6 separate regions of the Mus musculus genome follow, and regions 2, 3, 4, 5 and 6 are each linked to region 1. Evidence: chromatin contacts called from public Hi-C, HiChIP or PLAC-seq and promoter capture Hi-C data. All regions are on one chromosome and are shown on one strand. The core of a region is the stretch at or near the end of the contact, and the rest is flanking DNA. Distances in the headings are between cores, read along the strand shown. Region 1 holds the start of Creb3l2 (cAMP responsive element binding protein 3-like 2). Region 2 holds the start of Atp6v0a4 (ATPase, H+ transporting, lysosomal V0 subunit A4). Region 3 holds the start of Ptn (pleiotrophin). Region 4 overlaps Atp6v0a4 (ATPase, H+ transporting, lysosomal V0 subunit A4). Region 5 holds the start of Svopl (SV2 related protein homolog (rat)-like). Region 6 overlaps Dgki (diacylglycerol kinase, iota).

Region 1 (3,176 bases), core at 503-3,002:
ATAAAAAATGTGTGGCAGTGGTGGTGCACGCCTTTAATCCCAGCACTTGGGAGGCAGAGGCAAGCAGATTACTGAGTTCGAGGCCACCCTGGTCTACAAAGTGAGTTCCAGGACAGCCAGGGCTATACAGAGAAACCCTGTCTCGAAAAACAAAAACAAAAAAATGTGTGGCTGTGCAGTGGTGGTGCTCACCTTTAATCCCAGCACTCGGAAGGCAGAGGCAGGAGGGTCTCTGAGTTTGAGACCAGCCAGGTCTACAGAGTGAGTTCCAGAATATCCAGGGCTATACTGAGAAACCCTGTCTCAAACATAGATGGATGGAAAGATAGGTAGATAGATAGATAGATAGATAGATAGATAGATAGAAAGAATAAAAAGAAAGGTCTGTATTTAAATATTAAAATAGTCTCAAAAGATCCTAGGCTAGACAAGCAGACTCATTTTACATGAAAAATAAAAGTTGCTTAAAGACAGTGTAAAGTTCTGAGACTTCTGTCTTCACACAGCAAAACCACGCTCTGAAGAAGACAAAACTCTCTGTAGACCTGATACCTGACTGTCCCCTTGTAAGAACCACCTGGAACCACAGCCCTGTATGTAAAATGGTTAAACTATAGCCAACTAAGGCTGTTTCCATAAAAGGAAACCTCAAAAGGGAAGAAGAAAAATCACATTGGGGGAAAATGCTATAGAGCAGGCCTTTTCTTCTCTAAGGGGGTCAAAGGCTTAGATCTCTTTCCCAACACTCACTTTGGGGTGCATCTTGCAGCCATTAAAACACTTATTTTCCCCTAAGCCCCACTTCATCCACGACACTCAGGAGAGTATCCGTTACCTCTTTGACCAGTATCTGGAATAGTACCCACCTGGCCATCCTCTCATTTTTTTGCCTGGTACTCCATTGGGAATAAAAGATCTGTGAAGCAGGCACTAGTGGCATAACCGTGCAGTCCCTCCCAGCTCTCCGGAGGTGAGGCAGAGGGATCAGGAGTTCAAGCTCAGCCTTAGCTGCACAGTGCAGTTGAGGACAGCCTGGGCTACAGGTAACCTTGTCTCAAAAACAAAACAACAAAATCCTATGAATTTAAAAAAAAAAATTAGCCCTCTGATTTAGGACTTGGAAACGTGTGGCAAGATTGGCTAATGTCTGTTTAATAAAGGCCATAAAACTACATAAAAAGCTAGCAATGAATGTGTGCTAGAACTGTGATAATTCAGATTTCTGCTCACGTGCGCATTTTCATATATGTGGTGCATTCTTTTAAATCCAGACAGACTCACGCGACCTAAACTAATTTGAAATGTAGACAGCGCTTCAATCCGCTTGGTTTCTCTGAGGAAATAAACTCGCGAAACAAACCTCCTTTAAGCGGAGACTCTTAGGGAGGACACTGGGCGCGCACGCCCTCTCTTATAAAAATGTATTCTTGTCGCTATTTGATTGGTTGGCTCCTCCAGGTCTCCCTAGCTCATTGATCTATGTTTCAGTCGATCATTTCTAGACCCTAGCACCCTATTGGTCCATTGCGACGCTCCGGCAGGAGGCGTTCCCCAGTGACGTAAAAGACCCTCTCCGCCCACATTCCGAGGACTAGGCGGAGACTTCGCGCGACTCTCCCTCTGGGGGAGGGACATGGATGAGAAAGGGACTTTTGATACGGTATAGATGGCAAGACGGGCGTTCGATTGGTCACTGGCCTGGAAGGAGGTGGGGTCGCCTCTGGATCCAGGGGCAGAGCTCAAGAGCCCAAGGGAGTCTCAAAGTTTGTCTGGAGCCCTAGTGGGGAGTGGGCTTGTTGCGCGAGGACTTTCTTGGGATGAGCGCTGCCTTTTTGCCTTCCTTTTGGATGCACAGCCCGATTTAACCCCTGCACCTTCCGCCCGATCCCAGCAGGCTTGTCCTCCCCGGGGAGTCACAGATTTCCGAGGACAAGGGTCGCGTAGCCTTCGGCAGGGCTCTCCCGAGTTCCTGCTCCAGTGCATAAGTTCCACGCGCGCACACGCCAAGTACACGGGGAGAAGCGTCTCACCGGCCCGCGGCGGCTCTGCGCGGTCCCCTCCTGCCTCAGCATCCTCGGCCCTGCGCGGCGCCCACCGCCATGGAGGTGCTGGAGAGCGGGGAGCAGAGCGTCCTGCAGTGGGACCGCAAGCTGAGCGAGCTGTCAGAGCCCGGAGAGACTGAGGCCCTCATGTACCACACGGTGAGGACCCGTGGTCCGGGCAAAGGGAGTCGGGGGTGAGGAGAAAAGCGGGTTTTGTCACCAGCTGGGTCCTGGGAGGCAGCGTTTGGGGAAGGGCATGACTATATTAAGAGGTCTGGGGATGGGAGTTTTCTTCTATGAACACATTAAGGTGCACAGCTGGAGCCTTTAAACTTTCTTCCGAATAAGTGACCCTTTGTATTCCAAAGCAGTTTATAGTGTTTTCCTGTCGGTAGCTCCATTTCCTATTGCTAACGGTACAGCAATGCTGGGAAGCGACGTGTTTTGAGAATAATACCTCCGCCCAGTTATATTGATTTTTTTTTTAAAATGGTAAGGTTTGTAAAAAAACACACACAATACACACACATCCAAAATTTGGACAAGCTAATGTAGTATAGTCATCCCATATGTTTTTTGTCCCCATCCCATCCAGTTTCTTTACTTTCTTGTTTATAGCTTTAAAATGTTCGTGTTAAAAGCCTTCCTTCACCGCACGGGAAGGCGGCCGCCTCACTTGGCTGCTTCATCTGCACAGCCTCGAACTGCTTCCTCCCTTTTTCAGGGGAAAATCTGAGGCAACTGCATGTTTCAGAGAGGCTCTGGGGGAGAGGTAGGACAGCTCACCAGTTCCTTCCCCGCAGAGACCTCTTTGGAGACTCAACTGTCAGAAGCGTGAATCATTTAAAGATGTCACTTTCAGCTTTTTGCAAGAGAAAATCTTGTTTGTGATAGCCAGTGCTGGTAATGTGGCTTTGTTCAGAACTCTTAGAAGTTGAGAGGGAGGGGTGGGGGTGGGGGGCACTGAGGGACTGCTGAGGGACTGAGGTAAGGACAGGCTTGGCTGCATTTCTGTCTTAGTGCTGTTAATGGGGTCAGTACCAGGATATTTGAAACTTTTGCAAAACGGCCTGCAGGCTCCACCTCTTTGGCCTTTGCCACTGGCTGACTGTATTTTGGGAAAAGGGATGGGGC
Region 2 (3,176 bases), core at 362-2,861, 680 kb before region 1:
TTGGTTATTTAAAGCACACTCAGTTTGCACTCATTTCCCCTAAACAACTGGCACAGCAGGTTGACCATCCTTAAACTGCTGTGAAACATGCCACGTCCTGCAGGCGTCCAGTCAATCATCCAGTGTGCTCCCCTAAAAAACGTCGTCCTCAACATGTATTAATTATTAAAGTGCTCCAAAATGAAAGTTAAGTTTAATGTCTGTCCTTTCCTTCTAATTTTAGAAGTTCTGTTGAGAAACACAAACTGCAAATTTAAGTCAGCATTTTTAGGACAGAGTGCTTGGAGAAGTGCTTTTTTGCAGTCTCCTTTGTTGCTGATTTCATGTGTCCGATTCCTTCTGTATGTCATTCTTGTTAACAAGACCATAACCTCCCCGACCTGACACCTCATATGATCTCTGCTTCTAAAAATCAGGTGTGATCCTACTTGAAAACAACCCTTGAGGAGGGCGCCTCGGTCACTGTGAGCATGTCAGAGGCTTTCTGTGTAGATGTCCTGCCATGGGTGATGTGTGATCTACCAGTGGCTGGGTTCACCCATCAGTAATCAGAGCAAGACAAATGAGAGCAAAGCCCCATGTGACTCCTCCTACTGCTGTGTTGTTTCAAACTTACCAGGTCCTCTGTCAGTTTCAGAGGTCACCTGTGAAGCATCTTTTTTTTTTTTTTTTCTTTTTTTGCTCCCAACTTCCTGACACTAGATGAGTCAGCAGACATGAGTCCTGACTTCCAAGAGATTTTAGAATCTAAGCTGGATAGTACAGACAGGTATAAAAGATGGATGCTATAGATAAGCAGGGTGGCTTAGATACCCATAAAATGCAAAAGGCACAGGTGTGTTGAATATTCAGAAGTCAAAGAAATTACATGTTTGGGATTGATGAGTCTTTAGGGCAGAAGCCAGCTGCAGAAGCCACTTTGATGTTACCCAAGCCACAGCGCTAGATAAGCCTCACAGTTGTCCAGGGGAAGGGTTTAGGAATTGGGTCTTTTGTCCAAGTGACTTCGGTCTTAAGAAGAAATAGTGTTGGGAGGGAACCTGTCTAGTAACAGAGCTAGCAAATGTCCAGGCTGGTGAAGATCCGCTGAGCAAGAGCCCTGGTGTGGGGAAAGGGAGGTCAGAGTACCAGGAACTGCTGATGTCTGCTCTAAAGTACTTGAGTGGTGCTAAGCTGGGCCTTGCAGAGCTTAGCTTATAGCAGACCTTGAGCCTCCTTGGTTACAGCAGGTTGTGGATAAGTTACATCGGGCTTCATCATCTATACCTCCATTTTTTCCTCCAGTTTTTAATTTACTTTCGGAGTTTGTGTTGATTTTGATGGCACGTGACTTTTAAGCAGTAGGATTTTGCCAAGCAGAATTTTTGAAGGCATGAGGCCAGTGACCCAAAGCACAGGTGCAAGTGTGCCTGGAAGGCTTCCAGCCAAAACCAGTAATTCCCTGCTTTCTTGTATACAGAGTGTTCACTGCTATTTCAGATCTTGGTGAGTGTTCCAGTAACCAAGCCAGTCCCCAGGACACTAGTCTACGTTGGCAGGACTTCACAAGTTAATCATTCCTTAGGCCTCCCTTGGCCCTTTCATCCTGGATTCTTAGGTGGGAATCAGACACTTAGAAAGATGTTGGGTCAAGGTTCTAGGAGCAGGACAGAGTGTTCCTGTCATAGTACACACTAAGTTTCCCACTAGCAGAGTCCTCGCCATGTCATTTCTACCTCCAAAGTCATCAGAGCCTGCTTGTCCACATCTGGTCCAGGTGGGAGTACAAGGAAGGCTGCTTCTACACCCATGAGCACAAATACGTCTGTGTGGGACAGTCCACTGAACGTCGTCATTTAGTCCAGCCCATTGCAGGCATTCCTGGAACAGGTGAGAGGGTTTCTACTTCCCATGAAGTATATAGGCTTACACTCATCACCTCGTAAACAAGAACGGGCACATTTCAGGTGGCTTATTTTGTGGGGGAGGGTGCTGGAAGGGGTTGGTGGTGATTGTGGGTGTCTAAACTGGAATTCTTTTGTCCATGTTAAAAAGACTTGAAAACTGAAACGTCACGGTACAGTGTTAATTCACGCCTGTGTGTGTAACAGGACACTCAGCAATTATCTTAAGAACACACAGCAGCATTGACGTGTAGAAAGAGAATAGTAAATGCCTTTGGGAACACGGTTGAGAGCCAGCCAGGACGCAAGGGGAGCAATGAATGTCTGTGTCTGATATGCTCCTCCCAGGTTGGTGTCCCACTGGACAGGTCACAATGCAGGCTGCCTGCTTTGCCTCCTCCTGTGTTTCCCTGCTCCAGGGCCACTTCCAGGGATTACATGGAGGATCACCGATGTCTTTTCTCATGCCCACCAGATATCAAGTACTCATGACTTGACTCCCAAATGCGCCGTTACAGGGCTAAGTTAAAGCCAGACTTTAAAGTTCTGTCACGGTGGTAAGGAAAGAAACAGGAGGTGCTAGAGGAACCAAGAGTTCTGGTCATTAACTCAGTCATGCCGAGCACCAGGGCGCTGGTTCTGAAACGGTTAAGAGAAAGGCTCTGGGCTTTGCTCCCATCTCTGCACAGCGCACTGTGGAGCAGAGAGGAGGGAGACAGGAGTAGGGTTATCAGGGAAGCTTGCTCTGCCAGGCTGCTCCAGGATGCCAGCTTGTCTCTGACTCGGTTGAGGTCCATGCTCTGACTTTCTGCACCCTCGTGCTAGGCGATTCGTGTTACTATACAAAACCGCAGAAGGAATTGGGCCACCTGTGGCATCAAGACTGCAACTTGACAATCACGGTTTGCTGATCTCAAACGGGCACTTAAAGCCTGGTATGGGTGTGTGATTTAGTGACTGAGCCTGCCCTTCTGTTTGTCAGTTACGTTTCTACCCTTCAATTAGCTGCACTGTTTTCTAATGTGCTGTAGAGTTTGGAAATAATTTATGCAAGTGTTTGGTTCCCATGTTTACAATTTTTACAGCTTTCCTAGGATTTTAAAATGGAAATGTCAATAAATGCTACGAATCGGTGTGGAAGCTGTTCTTTGTGGTTCATTCCTTGGGAACACGGTGGCTTTGTAGTTTGTCAGTGGTGGTTTTTTATGCTGAGGTGACCTTTGGTTCTCTGGTTTTGAGTGCCTGCTAAGAATACCTAGTGTGGTTCTCCAAGGACTTCAGTTCACAGCATTC
Region 3 (3,176 bases), core at 359-2,858, 630 kb after region 1:
TTTTTACATATACCTTTTTAATCAAAATGTTATATGTTGAAGCAGCAAATGAGATAGAACTGACATCATGAGACTCTCATGCTTGCTTTACCAACACCAGAAACAAGCACCATAATTAATCTGGCATGGTCTACTGAACTGACAGTAGGAATATGCTAAAGATGAAGATAAAATTAAGGGGCAAAAAGGAAAGTCTTTCTGTCATCTTCTTAGCTCACTGTGGAACTGTAGGAAATGGTGAACTTTTCTCACAGTAAAGAAAGCTTATGAGTAGTTCATGATGTACACAGGTGACACCAGATGAACACTCACATGGACTGTTTCATGGCAAAGATGAACTTTCAAACAGGGATGTGCATAGCCTGGGAGTTGGTCTTGAGGAAGGCATGTGCAATTTGTGTGTGGAAAGGTGGTTTAGCAGAAGAGACTGTAAAGAATACAGATCAGGTGTAAATGTGAATTTCTGTCCATTTTTTCGTTGGAGGGCGGGGTGGGGGGAGGGGCAGAAACGAAGATTAGTGGACTAAAAGCTCTACTCCTGCAGGGTCACCTTTGTCCCTCGATTACTCTTGGACATTGGTACAGGTAACAGCCAATAGAAGACTCCTAGTCCTTAAAACCACTTGCCATAACCAATGGCTGTAATTTTAGGAAAGGAGTGGTCTTAAGATGTGAGGGCTTAAAACACCCTACGGAATCCATAGGATCTGTAAGTTGAGTTGAAGAGATGTATCTTTGGTGAGAAATTGGAGCCAGTTTTATAATTTGACCGTGTTTGGGCAAATTGGGGTTTTACTCCATCTTTTCTGGTCAGTTTCTATGTGTGACTCAAAACTGTCACTTTGCTCTCCTTGGTTAAAGGAGAGGAAGGTCTCAGGAAGCCAGGAAGCCCACTCTAATTCTTACAAACCCCAGAGCTTGAGCCACACTGATTACCCCCCTGTGTTCTTTGCCAAGAGCATGCCACAAAATATGTGACCCGAAGGCATCGAAGAAGCCAAGAATGGAAAAATTCCCTAAAGGAAAGTGACATTTAATTGGGAAATTTCAGAGATCTGTCACTCCTAGTGACAACCCAGAAAAAACTGCTTTGCAGCTTTGTGACTGGAGGTGAGCTGCAACTGTCAGCTGAAGTTAGCAGGGACTCCCTGCAGGGAGGCCTTTAGGGGCGGAGAGCAAGGGACAGCTGCCTTTGCACATGGCTCCCCCAATCTCGAATAGAATATCGTGTGTGTGTGTGTGTGTGTGTGTGTGTGTGTGTGTGTGTGTGTGTGTGTGTGTGTGTTTAAAGCTGTACCAAAACTGTAGTTTAAAATGCTGTCAATTTTCCAATTAAGATATCCAGCTTGATAAGCCGAGCTATGGACCCATGGGAGGGGGAGAAAAACATGGTTCTTGGGAGTTTGTACAAAAAATATGGTGCTGGGTGGGTGCTAAGAACAAACGGTCTTATAACCCATGGTCTTTCTACACAGATCCGTTTGGGGAAAGACTGCCCCCAGAGTAGCCTGCTTTTCATAAGCTTCCCAATCAGATTTCGGGGGCAAAGCACTCCCCTCCTCCCTCGCACAGCCTGCTTCTTCTCTCTGCCCTCTCTCGTCCCTCCCATTCTCTATTTCCCTCCCCGGCAGGGTGTAGTTGAGTGAAGGCAGGATCAGGTTCCCCGCCTACCCGTCCAAATATCCCGCCAAGGAAGCCCCAGAGCACAAGAAAACCCAAAGTGGAGAGAGGGGAAGAAAGAAAGCACTGAGTCATCCATCCAGAAGGGGGGAGAGCAGAGCGCAGCCGCCCAGGCAGGAGCATCAGCCAGCGATACCTGGAGTCTGCAGAAACCTCGCCCGCACTTTGCAACAAAGGCAGCCAGCTAGTCAGCGAGGACCTCTGCAAGCCAAAGTAAGTGCAAGATACCCTGTGGTTTTCTCCAAAGGGTCTCTGGTGCAGTGTGCCTACCCCCCAAAGCCACTTTTCTGGTAGCCTGCAGTACGTGGAGGGGGTTGGAGCAGGAGAGAGGCTGCCTGGAGTCCGCTAAATAGGACTGCTTTTAAAAACGGACTTGCTCCAGAAGGCAAAACAGCCGAAAGGAAATTTTGGGGGGAATGAGCTAAGTAACCTAGCATGTGCTTGGATGGGAAGAAGGAAAGCAGCTTTTGGGCTGTGGAGAGTGCATGGGGACCGAATTCCTGCTACCTGCCAGAGCATGCAAAGCGCGGGAGAGGGCACATTTGTGCTCTTTGTAAAACCTGGAGCTTTGGTGGGTGTGTCTGGCCCAGTAGGCATGAGAGAGAAGAAAGGGTGTATCAGTAGACAGGTCTCATTTCCTACCTCCACTTCTCAGGTTGCCCTAGAGCTTGCCAACTGCCAATTGCTGCCCGCTCTAGGTGTGGTACATGCCTGGCAGCCTGCCCCTCCTGTGTCTGCTGATGGAGAAACATCTCCGCCAGAGCAGCCTGCACTCCCTAGCCTGCCCACGAGCCCAGAAACGCTTCTAGAAACAGTTCAGTCCAAAGTTTCAAAGGCACACTTTGGAGTCTACCTTTGCTTGGTTGGGATGCCAACTGGCATAGAAGCACTTACGTTTTCAGTTGTATCCAAATAAGCCAGGGTTGTGGTAAAGACGAGTTTGGCAGACACCCGGAATTTCTGAGGTGATATTCCAGTTGTTTCCATAATATATTTTGAGAAGAAAAGTCACTTCTTTTGTGCATAAAACATAACCTTTCCTCTCTTCTAAAATATGTGTGTGTGCATGCGCACACACACATGCACACACACACGCACACACACACACACACACACACACTTCTATGGGATCTGATGTGGCATATAAATACAAGAGCACACATGTAACTCACATACAGATTGCTAACTAGTTCTTGTCTCCTTAGTAATAAGGACTTTGGAGCTGTAGGAGCAGAGCGAGACTTCAGAAGTAGAGTGGGTGCCTCACAGAAGGAATGCACACTTCAGGGGAGAACAAAGTAACAGAGTTCTAGTGGGTCAGCATCTTTCCTCTTGAAACTACCAGGCATAGTTTAAAAAGTGTGTGTGTGTGTGTGTGTGTGTGTGTGTGTGTGTGTGTGTGTGTGTGTGGTGTGTGTGTGTTGGAAGGAAGGGCCTGGGAGGCACTTCAGGAACTACCAAAGAAAAGCTTTTGAACTAACAACATAATGGAGCAA
Region 4 (3,176 bases), core at 386-2,885, 620 kb before region 1:
TACACTGTAATGTATGATTTTAGCTTGTTTGCAGGCCAAAGGTCAAACTTGGGTATATCTTTAGGAGCAGCCTACCTTGTGTTTTGAGTCAAGATTTCTCACTGAAATCTATGACTTGCTAAGTGAGCCCCAGGGACCCTCCTGTCTCTTCCTGCTTCAGACTAAAAGCACACACCAACACCACCACACATTTTTACATGAGTTCTGGGATCAAAACCTGGATTCTCGTAGGTGCCTGGCAAACACTTCACAGACTCAGGTTCCTGTGGAGTTTTGAGATGTGTTTCCTTTGACTTATTTGTTTGCTGTTTCTTTCAGTCAACTAGATGTGGCATTTCCAAAGCCTTTACACTATGAGATCTCTGAGGGGAAAACAAAAAACAAAAAAACAAAAACCCAAGTTGTGAATGGATACAGAAGTTCATGCTCATAAAGCCACCAGGTGTCACTGTTGCGTTCCCAATCAACCATGCCTCCGGTAGTCTTGATGAATGTCATTCTCAGCTCTGTGTGGAACACAGCCTGAGTGGCCAGCTTCAGCTTCAGCAACTGAGAGCACGGCCTGGCAGTGGCTCTCCAGTCACCACCCTCTCAGTCGCCTCCCTCATGCGTGTCATCCCTGAGCTCTCCTCTCCTCACCCAAGAAAGCAGAAAGCATTGCCCAGGGGTTTTCAGACCCTACCTCTCAGTCCCAGCTGCTGCATTCTAAGTTTTATCAAAACAGGTAAAATCCTTGCAAGCCAGTTGTAAACGGCAAACGTAAAAGACAAACGTGAGTGGCTGATATTTTGTAAAGGTCTTATTTTTATTATTATTTTTTTGATTCTGCATGCCTGTGCATGTGTGCACTCAGGTTCATGTGTGCACACGCATGTGCCTATGTGAGTGCAAGTGCCCTAGCAAGGCGGAGGCATCGGGTCTCCTGGAACTGGAGTTGCACGTGGTTGGAAGCCAGACGTAGGTGCTGGGAGTGAGCACTGCGAGAGCAGCACGTGCTTCTTCTCTCCAGCTCCATGTGTTGCCTTTGCATAGAGGAAGGCTTTCTCATTGGTCAGGATGCCATGGCCAGGAAGCTGGCAAGGGGGAGATGTCAGGGTCTGGTTATTTTCCTTTGCTTTGAATCCCATTGTTCCTACCTTCTCTTCCTGCACAGCCCACACCCAACTGTCAGTGAACCCCATCTGTCCAGTTCTGCTCTCCAGGCTCAGCAAGGCGCACATTACACGGTGGTATTTTTATTCGGCTTTAAATGAAATCATGACATTCGCAGGAAGACAGATGAAACTGGAAGTTACTGTGTCAGGCTAAACCAGCCTGCTGCAGACAGACCAATGCTGCTCACTTTCTCTTCTGCAAAGCCTAGACTTAAAGTGTGTGAGTGTGTGTGTGTGTGGGGGAGTGAGGTTGGGGGGACAGGACTAGAAGGGGAATCATGAAAAGAACAAAAGAGAGCTTAAGGAGGTTGTGGGGAGGAGAGTGTCTTAGGTTGCTTTCTATCGCTATGATAAAACACCATGACCAAAAGCAACTTAGAGAGGAAAGGGTTAATTTGGCTTCCTCTTTCACATCACAGTGTGCCATTGAAAGAACCTGGCAGTGGCTCTCCAATCCTGGAGGCTCTCCAGAACCTGGAGGCAGAGACTGAAGCAGAAGCAATGGAAGAATGAATCTGTATTGGCTTGTTCTTCATGGCTTGCTCAGTCACACTTCTTACACCATCAGGACTACCTGCCCCAGCTGGCGTGCCCACCGTGGGCTGGATTCTCAGATATCAGCCATTAATCAGGAAAATGCCAACTGGACAATCTGGTGGCATTGTCTCAGCTGATGTTCTCTCTTCTCAAATGACTTCAGTTTGTGTCAAGATGACACAAATAAACACCAAACAAAACAAAACAAAACAAAACAACCCCCAAAACAAAAACCTGAGCAGGATGGATGGTAATGGAATCCAAGTGAGGATGATTTGAGAAGAGAGGGAACCAGGCAGAGTGGGAGCTGGTGTGCACTGGGGAAGACACAGGTGAAGTGGAATGAAGTAGGGCAAAGTCTAGTGACACATTCGTGTGAAGATGCCACATGAAACCTGTTACATTGTTTCCTGTTAACTTCACAAGCCAGCAGCCAGTGCTCTTAACCACTGAACCATCTCCCCAGCCTCTCAAGTAATAGGAAAACAATTTAAAAAAGAGGAACGAAACAAAAGCAGCCAAGCAGCCCAGAGTTCCCATCCTTTGTGCAATTTTGCCACTTGATCACAATTCTGAAAGGAAAGAAAAAGACCATCAGGGTCAGAGAGAGAGGCAGGATGCTCAAAAGAAAGGGGGAACTGGTAAGGTTTAGAGCTTACTCACAGGAGGCACTGGGTTCTATCCCCAGCACCACAAAAACAAAATAAAACAATTCAATTGCTTGTCATAAAATTGTATACGTATAATTTAAAATCTACAAAATATAAAATGTCGCAGACAGCAGCAGGTTTGGCAGCCATGGCCCTTACGTTTCTCTTGCTGTTTGAACCAGAAACTGATGAACGGTTTAATCATTATTACATAGTGTAATGTTCCTTAACACATTCATTCACTGTGTTAGGCATTTTCCTGTGACTTGGATCATAAAATGCCTAGCCTTCATCATAGCAGAGCAACTTTAAGGTATTTTCAGTTTCCTTGCTCAGTAAGGGGACTGAGGCCAGGGTCATGTGCACAGTAGCAAGTGTTCTGTCACTGAGCCACTCTCCATAGTGGGGACATGGTGGTTAAGAATTCGGCTGTTCTGGAAATCGACTACCTGTGTCTGAATCTTGGTTTTCCCATTCATTGGCTTTGTGATTTTGAATAAATGAACATCTCTGTGCCTATTTTGTCACCTGTAGAATGGGTATGACAGCCAGAGCCCCGAGATTGCTTAATAGATGGACCAGTCTAGTCATAAACATGATACATATCAGTTGCTACCATATTCTTCTTCTTCTTCTTCTTTTTTTTTTTTTTGAGGTTCATTGGTAACTTGTTTCTTTCTGAGATTATAATAAATTCTCTGTAAGTTTGTCTCTTTAACTGGAATATTTGTATTGAAGAGAGTCTTTGTTGGAATTAAATGAGATCAGTACATCTAAAGGGCTTGATTTATGCCTGGTAGGTACTTAACCTGTTAGCATTTGTAGTTTATCTGAT
Region 5 (3,176 bases), core at 408-2,907, 600 kb before region 1:
TAACTGTTCTGGAAATAACCACACGGCCAAGGATGTCCTTGACTTTGAACTCAGGTTCCTCCTGCCTCTACTTCCCAAATGCTGAGATGACAGGCAGGAACCCCCTCACCTGAAGTTCCTGCAGTATTTCAAGTGTTATAATCATGAAAATAAATGTCTGCTTTATTCACTGTTTAAGATGTCGTTATTCCAAATTAATCCTTAACATTTAGCACCAGCATTTAAAGGCCAACGCCAAGGCCGAACAATGGGGTTGCACAACCTAATCCCCAGGGCAGGATTAGTTTGTTTTCCCTTCTCTTCCCCCTTGTCTTGGGCTTAGCATTACAAGTTGAGGGACTCTCAAATATTGTCACCCCACAGGAGGAAGCACAGCTAATGCCCTCTGTGGGAGAGGGAGGCCCAGCCTGGCTCTCTGCATCGCTAAGTCCTGAGAAATGAAACATGACCACATGACATCATGCTTGGGGCGCTGTTTATTGTCAACACACACTGTGCTGGGGTAACTGGAGCAGGAGATGCAGGCATGGTGAGCTATGGGAACAGTGTACAAAGGCGGAGACTACCTCATAGTTGGGGGACTGAGAGCCCAGAACCAATGTATTAGGATCCCTGGACTGGTGTTCCCGCAAGTGCCTGAGGAAAGTGTGCACTGGTCTTTCTAAATGGCCTGAATCCAGGTGAAGACCTGCCAACTCTATCGAAACCCTAGAAGTAAGACTAAGTCACATTTGTAATGCTCTACAGTTGACTAAGTCCTTTTTACATAAAGAGCTGATTGTATTCAAAATTTCCTTTTAGATGGGAGTATGCTTGCATGTGTTAGTGTATACAGGTGCAGGCACATGTCTTCCATGACACTTATGGAGATTAGAGGACTACTGGGTACACCAGGCTCGCTGGCCTGTGAGCTTCCAGGGAAGTTCCTGTCTCTGACTTCCATCTTGCTATAGGCACAGTGAGATTATAGACTCACACTACTGTGCCTGGCTTTTACATAGCTTCTGTGGGATTTGAACTTAGGTCCTCATGCTTGTGTGGTGAGCACTTTATCCACTGGCCATCTTCCCGAAGCTTGAGAATCTTATCTTTTAGACCCCATCTGCTGACCTGTGTCAAGATTGACTGGGGTTGATAGAAGCAATGCCCAAATCTTCTATGAACTTGGCAGGGAGAATAATTCCATTTCTTGTCCAATGATGTACATGATGAGGAACGCAAACACAGGCACATTTGGCACATAGGGGGCTCTCCACCTCTCTAGACTATAGAAGAGGGATTGTAAGACCTGGGCAGTGGAGGGGATGCTCAAACCAGTGACAGCTGACAGAATAGACCAGCTTTAAGTGCCTTTGAGAAGCCCATGGCTCTCCTATTGCCACGACCCTCTGGGAGTTTTAAGTTCTCAGTGCTGGTGTTCTTCTGGTCACCCATCTAAAGAAGGCACTCGGAGGCTTGGCAGCTTCAATCTCTCTGAGAACACTGTTATTTTCTCTTTAACAAGGGATCCGGTGAGGGCTGTTTTGGAGGGGGTGTGACCTCAGAACGCCAGGTGGCTCCTTAATGAATCCAGTCTGGAGAAGTGAGATGAAAGGAGTGGGGGGAGGGAAGGGGCCAGGCCGCTCTAAAAGGTGAGTTCAGAGGAGAGAGGCCCCCAGTGCTGCCAGAGGGCTGTGGGGAGACAGCCAGCCAGCGCACAGGGACCTGGAATCGGAAAGTTCCAAGGAACACAGAGGTGAGAAACTTTCAGGCAACAGGCTGTTTTTACTGCTGCTGTTCAGTGTAGGGAGGGGAGCTGACTATTTGTGTGTGGCTGGAAGCAAATGGAGTGCGAATTGTTTTTTTAAGTATTTATGTATTGTATATGTGGAGGTATATGTGTGTGTGTGTAAATGTGTGTGTGTGTGTGTGTGTGTGTGTGTGTGTGTGTGTGTGTGCATGCACATAGGCTTATGCCCTATGCACATTCCCAGAAGTCAGATGAGGACCCCAGGTGCTCTCTGTATCCCTGTCCCCTTACTCCCTTGAGAAAGAGTCTCTTACTGAACATGGAGCTCTGCTGGCAGCCAGCGAAACCCAGTGCCCCTCCCCGCCCTGCCCTCCCTGGTGCTGTTATAGAGGGCCACAACCATACTGGCTTTTTATATGGGTTCTAGGAATTTGAAATTGGGGTCCTTATATAAGTATTCTCCCAGCCCCTTATTGATGATGCTATAAAACAATTGCATCACACATCAATAAAAAAGATCTATAGGGGCCCAATTTTTTCTGGCTTCTATTCAGTATATCAAAAGACAATAGAATGAAGTTATCAGTCTTCTGGGAGTTTGGTTACTTGGGGCCCCTCCTGCACTTTTGAGTGGCAGAGTCAACCCTTAATCTCTCCATGTCTATCCGTATCCCCTTCTCTGGCTGTTTGAGGGGCATGCCTTGCATCCTCACTTCAGTGTTTGAGGAAGAGCTGTCTGGGATGCTAGTTCTTTTCCTTGTTTCTCTGGGTTAGTTTGGTTTAGCTTCTGCCCTGTCCTCCCTCTTCTCCTCCTTTCCTCCCTCCCTCCTTCCTCCATCCCTTCCTCCTTCCCCTCCCCTCTCTTCTTCCTCATGAGACCCTCACCTACCTGAGGAGCTGTTGGCAACGACCGATGGCTGTTGGGGAAGGAGAGTATTTAATGCACTACAGAGTCCATTGTGTAATTAGATGCCACTACTTCATAAAAAGTTACCAACTAGAGGATGGAGAGATGGCAGAGGGAAAGGGCTAGCTCGTGTAAGCATGGGAGCTGAGTTTAGATCCCCAGTACATACGTAAAAAGCCAGTATATGAGGTAGCATACACTCATAATCTCGGTGTTGAGGAGGCAGAAACAGGAGGATTACGTGGGGCTCACTGGCCGGCCAGTCTAGCCTAAGCAGTAAGCTCCAGGCCAAGGAGAGACCTTGTCTCAAGGGTGATGGGTGACATTCCAGAGGATGACACCTGAGGTTGTTCTCCATGTTCCACATGCACACAAATGTCTGGGGGCAAGGGGTGAGGGAAGGCAGCTCACAAGGAGTTCTCCGGTCCCTGTGTGTATGTGTGTGTGTGTGTGTGTGTGTGTGTGTGTACTCGAGCGCATGTGTACGTGACACACCTTTACCAAATAAGAACACCTCTCCAAGAAGTGTCTCAACAGTGT
Region 6 (3,176 bases), core at 177-2,676, 550 kb after region 1:
CTTCTTCATCGATGGCAGTTTCCCTTATAAATAGCTAGATTACTAAAAGATGCTTTTATTGGTTTCATGCTCCCAGTTATTTTTCATGGGTTTCAAGGAGAATTGAAAAACAGACATTTTTATTCTTGCTTCTTGACAGGGAAGTTTTACAGTAACCCCTCTGCTTATCCCCTCTCTGTTCTCTTTAGATCATTCAAAAATAGAAACCAGAAAATGTGGCTTTCAAACATTTTTTTGTATTTATTTTAGAAAGTAAATTCCAGACACGTGAAAATAGATTTATAGGCTCCATATGGAATGGCCCCCAACTCCCCCAGTCATGGGTTTTATCATTCTTTATGTGACAGCAGTACTGAGTTATTTATGTCTCTGATAACGTCTATGAAGTCTATGAAATTTCAGTTCTGGCTGTTTTATGTACCCGTTGCTTCTGTCTAGAATTTTTCTCTCACTTACCTAATGAGGTCTTATTAATTCCCTAAGGCTGGGGCCAAATAGTTCTGACCTTTAGAGTTTGTTTTACTCTTGGGGGACATTGACATGGCTGCTCTGTCCATGCTGCTCCCCTTTACTTAATACACATTTTTCTTGTTGTGAATCTCACTTTGTTATAAGCATTGGGTGTTTTTCTATATTATCTCACTAAGCTATAAATATGATTTTTATTCTTCACTAGATTATGACTCTTCTGATATTGTTCTTGGTTTCTCCATCACTTGATGTAGGACACACATTTGTGACCTTGCTACATGCATTAAGTCCAATGAATTGAAAGATTCCAACATGAATGATAACAATTTAGTTTAATAAAAGAATAACCAATCTTAGAAGGAGTCTTTGAATTCATATTTTGTTCTTGCTGGTGTCTTTTTCTCAGTTCCCTGTATTTGAATGAAATACGAATGTCAGTGGCACCAACAAAGTCATAAAGCATATCAAAAAACATATATATTGCATAAATCATAATAAAGTCTGGCAGTCAGGAAAATATAGAGGAGAACTCTACCTGAGTTATTAGTAAGTGTTAGTAATAGTTCATCGTGTGAAGGCAACACCTACCTCTAAGACTGTGTACATGGAAGGAAATTAAACAAGTTCTGGCCCAAGTCTCTCAGGATGGTGGGGATAGGAAGGTTTCCTGTGTACCTCAGCTGCTTGGCTCAGCTGTCAGGAAGATAATCTCTTCCTGATATTCAACCTCTGTTTTAAAATCAACTGCTTCTATTGCTCATTGCAGGACATTTCTTCTCTCCTGAGCTGAGTTCTGTGAAACTTTGTATGCCTGCTCCCAGCCTAAGTGGATGAGGTACATGTCTCAGTAGTATAATCTAGTGACATTTTGCAGTGAAAGGTGAAATTCTGAGTGAGGGTTGAAATACTCCATATGTCTTCAAATTCCACAAGTCCAGGAGTGTGGGAGACATTCAGCCACAGAAATGCAACATGACTAATCTGTGCAAAACACTCTGATAGTTCGTCCTCACTGCCTGGACCTACTTCAGAATGCATCCCCTTGGGACTTTAACAAAGCCATCTGGACTATTTCAGATTTAGTATGAAATGTTTTACAGAAAGGCAGCAAAGAATGCGCCTCAAGGGCTCCAACCTTGAGACATGCAGGGGGCTATGGGCATGGGTTTCTCTTTGTTCTCATTCTCTATCAGAAGTTAATTGTAAATATATGTTTATTTGCTTTACATAAGAAATAAATCGGGAGTGAAGATGTTCTTTTGTGAGGACACATGCTCCATGCCCCAGGCACCTTCGTCAGCACACATTATTTCCAATCTACATTCTTCTTTGGAATCAACTTCCAATTCCATTTTAACTTTGATTCCACACAGTCCCTGTTTAATTTTTTTCCTGCTGAAGCAGACATGGGCATCCCTTTGGCTGGATGGCTTGGGTATCTTTTGTGGAAGGGACCTCCTTCCAAGACCCCCTTTCTTCTAGAGAGATCAGGACAGTTCTTCTTAAGGTCCTTGAGAGGCGATGTGATCACTTTCAAAGAGCCTTCAATTGTGTTTGATTTTGAATACCATATGGTGGTACTGAAATGCTTTCAGTTCAACAAATGTAAAACCAGGGCCCGCTTTTTCTAACTAAGACATATTTCCACATTGCTAGGGGAAATAACCTACGAAGACCAGTATGAGGAGAGTACAAAATCTGGGAACTTTTAGAGACACGTAAATCGGTTTCAACAAGAGAGGCCAAGTGTTTTTCAAGTAATGATGGCTTAGTGACATGTCTGGTTTATTTGCCTCTTGGACACTGATTTTTTTTCCACCAAATCTTGGGATTTCATTTCATGTGCCAAATTCTACTTGAAATGGCTCATGAGGCTGAAATGAGTTAGCAGTTTGCACTAGCGGATGTTCAGATTGTTCTTTTCATCACAACTATGCGCGCAACTATTGCTATGTATTCACATAATAAAAGAGATATCATTCATCAGTAGGATCAAGGGCAACTGGATCATGCATCCTCGAGTTGTTTACTCTTGCTCCAACATCATTGACTATATCCCCCCACTTTTATTCACACCTCCACTAGTGTCAACTGAAGGGAAATAGTTTATGGTTGACATGATATTCCATTTGATAGCTGACTATGATAATTAGAGCTAAGCTTACAGGTTACACAGGAAAGTTATTGATTTATTAAACTTGTGAGGCCCAGTGGTTTTTGGTCTTATCCTGATTCTCATTGGTTTGGAGATAATAGGCCATCACACAGAAGTTTAAGCTATGTGCAATCATTAAATTTCCATGAGGAATGTCAAAAACAGGAAAATAATGATAATTGTGCACTCATTTTCTTTTAATTCTGTTATACTTTAAAAATGACTGAGCATGGCCCTTTGTGCGTTAAATCCAGCTCACATTTCTGTCTCTGGCATTTGTTCTAGGTGTTAGGCCTTGGGTATAAGTTTCACTTGATAACATAGTTCAATGCATTCTCATTCTTCCACAATAAGTTCAGACTTAACTAATTTGTTGCAGCCTTGAGATACCATGTCAAGCAGCCGACATTTAGTAACCCACAATACTTAACCAATCTAGATAATATGGAACTGTTGTTGATTAGAATATGCCCTTAACAAGTACATTAGTTACACTTACCATACTGAATTTCTCCTTAACTAACTTTTTCTTAAGGCTTATTTGTTAATC

What was found. Promoter capture Hi-C pulls out the DNA fragments that hold promoters and counts their contacts. Hi-C and Micro-C count contacts between places; a contact is called where the count stands out from the background. HiChIP or PLAC-seq counts read pairs in DNA pulled down with a chosen protein or histone mark.
Region 2: a promoter capture Hi-C map of neural stem cells shows a contact between it and region 1. The contact joins the promoter of Atp6v0a4 here to the promoter of Creb3l2 in region 1. A contact is called at or near these places in 10 of 39 promoter capture datasets (the 3T3-L1 cell line, 3T3-L1-derived adipocytes, the C10 cell line and 7 more), 6 of 115 datasets of contacts at active chromatin or transcription factors (the NIH/3T3 cell line, embryonic forebrain, embryonic midbrain and 3 more) and 3 of 9 other capture datasets (adipose tissue, embryonic stem cells and liver).
Region 3: a Hi-C map of the N1E-115 cell line shows a contact between it and region 1, with 4 times the contacts expected there. The contact joins the promoter of Ptn here to the promoter of Creb3l2 in region 1. A contact is called at or near these places in 1 of 39 promoter capture datasets (neural stem cells), 2 of 484 Hi-C or Micro-C datasets (the N1E-115 cell line and forebrain) and 2 of 115 datasets of contacts at active chromatin or transcription factors (the NIH/3T3 cell line and astrocytes).
Region 4: a contact with region 1 is called in an H3K4me3 HiChIP or PLAC-seq map of pro-B cells, with 6 times the contacts expected there. The contact joins the enhancer-like site here to the promoter of Creb3l2 in region 1. A contact is called at or near these places in 22 of 39 promoter capture datasets (the 3T3-L1 cell line, 3T3-L1-derived adipocytes, the C10 cell line and 13 more), 4 of 15 datasets of contacts at CTCF or cohesin (embryonic stem cells, large pre-B cells and stem cell-derived epiblast-like cells), 58 of 484 Hi-C or Micro-C datasets (the 3T3-L1 cell line, 3T3-L1-derived adipocytes, the AML12 cell line and 39 more), 29 of 115 datasets of contacts at active chromatin or transcription factors (the NIH/3T3 cell line, T-cell acute lymphoblastic leukemia, Th17 cells and 16 more) and 4 of 9 other capture datasets (adipose tissue, embryonic stem cells, liver and 1 more).
Region 5: a contact with region 1 is called in a promoter capture Hi-C map of pre-B cells. The contact joins the promoter of Svopl here to the promoter of Creb3l2 in region 1. A contact is called at or near these places in 14 of 39 promoter capture datasets (the C10 cell line, the HPC-7 cell line, cranial neural crest and 9 more), 7 of 484 Hi-C or Micro-C datasets (the AML12 cell line, B cells, bone marrow-derived macrophages and 2 more), 13 of 115 datasets of contacts at active chromatin or transcription factors (the NIH/3T3 cell line, T-cell acute lymphoblastic leukemia, bone marrow-derived macrophages and 6 more) and 3 of 9 other capture datasets (adipose tissue, liver and macrophages).
Region 6: a promoter capture Hi-C map of the 3T3-L1 cell line shows a contact between it and region 1, with 2.4 times the contacts expected there. The contact joins the enhancer-like site here to the promoter of Creb3l2 in region 1. A contact is called at or near these places in 4 of 39 promoter capture datasets (the 3T3-L1 cell line, 3T3-L1-derived adipocytes and hippocampal neurons) and 1 of 484 Hi-C or Micro-C datasets (cerebellum).

The regions. Positions count from the first base shown.
Region 1 is chr6:37,440,724-37,443,899 of GRCm38.p6, reverse strand. Creb3l2 (cAMP responsive element binding protein 3-like 2) reads left to right here and starts at 1,752. Exons shown (of 12, transcript NM_178661.4): 1 at 1,752-2,201. The coding sequence starts at 2,100. It overlaps Gm33318 (predicted gene, 33318), which reads right to left and starts at 1,390. Exons shown (of 3, transcript NR_166917.1): 1 at 867-1,390.
Region 2 is chr6:38,123,021-38,126,196 of GRCm38.p6, reverse strand. It overlaps Atp6v0a4 (ATPase, H+ transporting, lysosomal V0 subunit A4), which reads left to right and starts at 1,611. Exons shown (of 21, transcript NM_080467.3): 1 at 1,611-1,869. It overlaps D630045J12Rik (RIKEN cDNA D630045J12 gene), which reads left to right. Exons shown (of 20, transcript NM_194061.3): 20 at 1-3,023.
Region 3 is chr6:36,808,611-36,811,786 of GRCm38.p6, reverse strand. It overlaps Ptn (pleiotrophin), which reads left to right and starts at 1,608. Exons shown (of 5, transcript NM_008973.3): 1 at 1,608-1,893.
Region 4 is chr6:38,063,765-38,066,940 of GRCm38.p6, reverse strand. All of the region lies in intron 14 of Atp6v0a4 (ATPase, H+ transporting, lysosomal V0 subunit A4), which reads left to right. Among named protein-coding and RNA genes, the nearest start is that of Svopl, 18 kb to the right of the region's middle. Within about 2 kb of position 1,635, at least 77 of the 459 cell types and tissues checked have an H3K27ac peak or open chromatin away from gene starts, as enhancers often do. A contact at or near this core is called in brain, cerebellum, cerebral cortex and 6 more, where this site is marked.
Region 5 is chr6:38,045,477-38,048,652 of GRCm38.p6, reverse strand. Svopl (SV2 related protein homolog (rat)-like) reads left to right here and starts at 1,657. Exons shown (of 16, transcript NM_177200.4): 1 at 1,657-1,735. Atp6v0a4 (ATPase, H+ transporting, lysosomal V0 subunit A4) reads left to right here. Exons shown (of 21, transcript NM_080467.3): 21 at 1-170.
Region 6 is chr6:36,895,116-36,898,291 of GRCm38.p6, reverse strand. All of the region lies in intron 28 of Dgki (diacylglycerol kinase, iota), which reads left to right. Among named protein-coding and RNA genes, the nearest start is that of Gm52857, 6.8 kb to the left of the region's middle. Within about 2 kb of position 1,426, at least 37 of the 459 cell types and tissues checked have an H3K27ac peak or open chromatin away from gene starts, as enhancers often do.